Regions from separate parts of the Danio rerio genome. Here region 1 is linked to region 2. A link is a contact called in public Hi-C data. All regions are on one chromosome and are shown on one strand. The core of a region is the stretch at or near the end of the contact, and the rest is flanking DNA. Distances in the headings are between cores, read along the strand shown. Region 1 has its middle 46 kb from the start of cyp7a1. Region 2 has its middle 39 kb from the start of ca8.

Region 1 (2,700 bases), core at 103-2,602, 210 kb before region 2:
GTAGGACACAACATTAATTTGATAACAATTTTAGAAGTAAATAAATGGACAAATGGTTTTAACAAGGGGAAGATGATTGAAATGATGTAATTTTATATTTATTATACATATTATTGTATTTATACTGTTTGATTGATTGCATTTTATGTTGGTATATTTTATTTGCTATTATTGTTGTTGTTGTTGTTGTTGTTGTTGTTATTATTATTATTATTACCAATTCCCTGAAATCCCAAGCAATTCTACAAACATTGCTTTCAAACATTAATATGCCATTCATGAATTTAATTAGGTTTTACCCTAAAGCACTACAATTAGTTGAAATCATGGTTTTGGCACGTCTTACGATAAAAATGACAAAGATTACTCAAATCATCTATCTGCTATTAGGGTTTCCCCAGACACAAAATTGAAATTTAAGGGACCAAAATGTGAATTTAATTTGATTTTAATTTAAACATTTATTATTTTAGCTAAATATTGTAAAAAAAAAAAAGAGCATTTGTTTGTTTTGTAACCATTACCAAACTATACATTTTCATATAAAGAGAGAACTGTTGTGTTTTTGGAAATTGAGAGCTTGGGGGAAACCTGTGACTGTTTCTTGTGTATCTTTTTCTTAAATTAATTTGTATTAAATATATTTAAATAAACTTTTAAACTGTAATAATACTTCACAATAACACTATTTGCTGTATTTTTAAACAAACACTTGCAGACTTATTAAGAGAAAAAAAATCATATTTTAACCCCGCTCACACCCCCTTCTTTTTATTACACAGTGGTTAAATCACCCACTGCAAGCTTGCCAGGTTTGGCTTATTGTTTTAACATGTTTATTTACACAAAGAGCCTGGGAAGCACGAGTCAACATTGATCATAATCTCCTTAACAGTTTATGGCAACAGCAACATTTTTGTGTTGTCCAGGATACATTTCACGAGTACAGAAGCCTAACTATTATACATTTGGTGAGAACTGATGGTGATTTAAAATGAAATGAGTTTGTGTGTAGGAGTGTTTCGTATGCTGTCTATGCAGAAAAGGGCTTGTTTCGGCTGTTCTCTCTCTTTGTTTTGGATGAAGTGATAAGGATCAGGCAGGGTTACATTAGTCACCTATTGCTCCATCTGCTAGCCCTTCCTAGTCACAACACAAAATCACTTTGTCGCTCATAACGACCATTTTCCTGTCAGCAAAACTGTTTTACCTGGACCACGAATCTCCATTTGACGGTGGAAAAACATATATGAGTATTATTTGTTACACAGACCTGTGGAACTCTTTATAATCTCGCCAATCTCTGATGTTGTTCTGCGTTTGGCCACGAGATGGCAATATTTTGCCATCACTAAAACTGAACTCCATTACAACGAATGTAACGAGTTTTTCAAAAAACAGCCAGCTAGCTTGAATACATACAGACAATTACTGAGATCTATCTTTAGCTTTTAGTGACACCCCTATAAAAAGTCTGTATGCTGGACATTGCTCAATTAGTGGTTAGGGTCAAAAGGAAGATTAGGCATTGCTTTACCTTGACAATTCAGTAACAACTGTACAGTTGTTTTTTGATTTGCAACAATTGATGATTGCAGATTCTCAAGGTTTAATAATTAACCTTCTACGTTCAGTCAATTCAATTTAATGGCCAACAATAAAAAACAGCGATTAGATAATTTTGCTAGGACAAGTAGGCTATTGCATTACTCGAGTTTAGTATGTAGCATGCTAGTATTTAAGTGTGAAGTAACTTTTACTTTATTGTTCTTGTTTTGTCTACTCACTGTAGTACTTACTACTTTATTAATAACAAATTATGCATAACTAAGTGCAAATAACATGAGCCAAACCTTTTCTTAACCCCATGCAGTTATGGAACAATTAGGAGATCACTTGAAAATTCTAGAAATGTCTGATGAAAATATTGTCATTTAGATCCTTTCTGTCACAGAAAATGACAGTTGTTCAGAATAACAAATGTTGTCATTTTATATTCTACCAAACATTCATTTTCTTTACTCTTTTCTTTTGAATTTTCAAATCCCTGCTGGAAAACAACAGCTTAAACCAGCCTAAACTGGTTGGCTGGTTTTAGCTGGTCGATTAGCCTGGTTTTAGAAGAGTTTTGGCCAGTTCCAGGCTGGTTTCCAGCCGTTTCCAGCCTGGTCAGGCTGGAAAATGCCCAGCTAAAACCAGCTAAACCAGCCTGGTTTGGGCTGGGCTTCCAGGCTGTCTAGGCTGGTCAAGCTGATTTTAGCTGGTCATCTCCCAGCCTGACCAGCTAAGACCAGGCTGGAAATGGCTGAAAATCAGCTTAGAAATGGCCAAAAATGACAGCCATATTGAAGTGTCATTTCAAACCAAGTGTTTGTATGTATAGAAGTGCTTTCGGAGGGCGATATGTCCTGTTTGAAATGCAACGCATATATTCATTGGCTGTTCCTCAATTACAAGACCGCAGGAAACATGCATTCTAGTAGAGACTGATTTACCCAGTTACCTTCATATTGGCTCATCCCTATGAGGTCCATCTGAAGGGTTTAGAGCATAGCGATGTGCCTTTCTCATCAAGCAACTTCCCTGCTCATTCAGTTGTATTTTTTTTTAATTTCTTCATTCCAAAAGCCTCATTGATGTGGCCAGTTTCGAGTACCTCAGTTTAAAAAGGAAGCTTGGAAATGGCCAAAAACCCTCTAA
Region 2 (2,700 bases), core at 29-2,528:
ATGCTTATGCGCATTTTGGATATATAAAAAAAATTATGAATAAATATGTTGATGGAAACGGCAAGATGCGCATAAATTTTTTAAATGTGCATAAAAAACTCATGCGCATAACTGAGTAGGATAAACTTTTTATTCGATAACAAAAGATGTGTATAAACTTCGATGGAAACACTTTTACCTCAAAAATTCCAGTATAAGCATTAAAAAAAGTCATGAGATTCTGTTATAAGAGATCATGTGATGATAAAAATGTGTGTAAATGGACAATTCAGCAGGCTGAGCACATTGTAAAACATCTGAAGTGTTGTTTTGGTCATTCTAAAACACCTTAATCATTTCACCAGTAGTGTTATTATATTATTAATGACCTTCAGAACTGTAAAGAGCGTCTGTGTTCTGCGTCTCATGGCTTCAAACGCCACCAGGTGTTCATTGCGTAGCATCTTCTGAGTTGAAAGTCATTTATTAAATAAAGAAAAGATTTCCACAGCTTCCCCTACTGCAGCAAATTCCGGTTTTACTGTTGATATTTGGCGCAAGGTAATCAAGAAGTGACAATTTTGTTCCCTTTGACTTGTTGGATGGAAACACTGCTTTATTCGCACATCTTTTATGTAATAATCCAGTTTTGCGCATAAATTTAATTTACATAGAAACATATTTATTGACACTAATTCAGGAACTGAACAAGTCACTTTTAGAACCATTTAATAAATCACCCAACCACTTAGATCATTTAGAGTTATTTTCACCAATGTAGTGACAAAAACGAAGACGCCGGCAAGTGCTGCACCTAAAATAGAAGTTAATCTAAGTCAATTCTGATTAAACTACAAGAGCTGAATCTCAGCACTAGTGTGAAACGCACTAATAATGAATCTCTGCGGAGCTTTTCTTTTATATCTCATCTGCCCAAAAACGCTCACTGATGTTCTCAACAGCCTCATTTGCACACATATCCGATGAAGCCCGCAACTGTTACAAACATAAAACATTGTGTGAAAACATAACAGCGCTTTGTTTTTGTTTTGCCACTGCTAGATTCTGACAACTGTGTAAACTGCCCACACAATCTAATTGCAGAGCAAACGGCAAAAATGATTTGAATATTCTCTTAAACCCAATGTTGTTCTCTTCGGAGCCTGTGGGCAGAATTACAAGGCCATGTTCTTGTGCTCCCCAGTCCTGTGTTGTCAAGCACACTCAATTCCATTTGGCAGTGAGTGATCAATATCTCTCTCTCTCTTTCTCCCCATCCCCCTCTCTTCTTCCATACTGCACATTTATATCTCCCTCATTGGCATAAAGATATGGACGTTATAGCAACCCACAGCTCATTGGTTAGAAATGGTAGTTATTTTTAGAGCAGCTTAATGGAACAATAGTCATTCCTCTCTCTCTCTCTCCCTCTCTTTCTCTGCACACATTCTCTCTTTTGGGCACAAAGGTCATGGTGAAATGGATTAGATTTTGTTGTTTGATTTATATCTGTTGTTATTATGTCCCTTTCAGAATCCCATTCCAGTAAAATGCTGATCCGCAGCGCATATGAATTATTTTCTGCTATATACAGAATGATGTGTCCACAAATAGAGCGTACTATGATTGTGATTTCTCCGTGTAGTCCTCGTTCTCATTAGAATACCCTATCATTAAATTCTTTTTCTGTAATACTTCTCCATCTGAGTGTCTGTGAAGGTGTAGTAGCCCGGGGCATTGGGGACCCTTGGGATTTACTACTCCATCCGAGGAATTTCTCTCTCTCTCCATTTATTTTTTTTTTAACTATGGTCCTTCTCTATTCACATGTGAGAGGAAAAAAAGAAAGAAAGTAGTGATTTGATATCTGTGCTGAAGGAATGTAAAGGGACCCTCTGTCTCCATCGTGGCATACAGTATATTTTTGTTGCTAAAATGAGTAGTAATGCGGATGGGAATTGCACTCGGTTTACAAGGGCGTTGAGTTGTCCCTCGGCCCATGAAGCAACCATCTGTTTGGGCTTTAAGCTCTTTTGTATTAAAGCTGTAATAGCAAAAGGTCATTCCGGGAATGACATCAATAAACTTGTGAATTAATGCAAAACAAAAGGGGGAAGCGATACCTCTGTACTCGAGGGTACATCTGGGTGCACCTAATCTTCTGCTATGGAAACAAATCAATTAGAGCCACTGCAATTACGTCTGATGTGAACAATGCTGAGTTTTACAGAGAAATGTTTTAATGTTCCAGCACAATTAAAGGGATGCTTCATGCAAAAAGAGGAAAGAAAATTCAGTCATCATTAATGAGTCTCCACTTGTTCCAAACCTGTTTAAGCTTCTTCTGTTGAATGTACAAAAGAGAGATATTTTGAAGAATGTTGGAAAATAGTACTGTTTACTAATAGTACTTTGTTCACTACTGTAAATGTCGATGGCTGACAAAATAGTAACCAACATACCTACAGTTTCCAGCATTCTTCAAAGTGTATTTTGTGTGTGTTCAGCTTAGAAGCACCACTTCTGATGGTGAATAAATGGAAAGCATTTTGTTTTTGGGTGAACTATCCTTTAAACTGAAATAAATATGCATACAGCATGTTCCAAAGATCAAAGTGTACATTAAACTGTGAATCTACACAATTTGTCTCTATTATATTTTGTTTCAAAAGCTACTAAATAAATAAATCTTAATTAATCACATGTGAAATGCTAGCTCTA

What was found. Hi-C and Micro-C count contacts between places; a contact is called where the count stands out from the background.
Region 1: a contact with region 2 is called in a Hi-C map of embryo, with 3 times the contacts expected there. The contact joins two enhancer-like sites. A contact is called at or near these places in 10 of 18 Hi-C or Micro-C datasets (caudal fin, embryo, fibroblasts and 2 more) and 1 of 4 datasets of contacts at active chromatin or transcription factors (caudal fin).

What each region holds. Positions count from the first base shown.
Region 1 is chr2:25,336,068-25,338,767 of GRCz12tu, reverse strand. No RefSeq gene overlaps it. Among named protein-coding and RNA genes, the nearest start is that of cyp7a1, 46 kb to the left of the region's middle. Within about 2 kb of position 1,352, at least 5 of the 62 cell types and tissues checked have an H3K27ac peak or open chromatin away from gene starts, as enhancers often do.
Region 2 is chr2:25,121,824-25,124,523 of GRCz12tu, reverse strand. It overlaps a transcript of tox not described here. Among named protein-coding and RNA genes, the nearest start is that of ca8, 39 kb to the right of the region's middle. Within about 2 kb of position 1,278, at least 6 of the 62 cell types and tissues checked have an H3K27ac peak or open chromatin away from gene starts, as enhancers often do.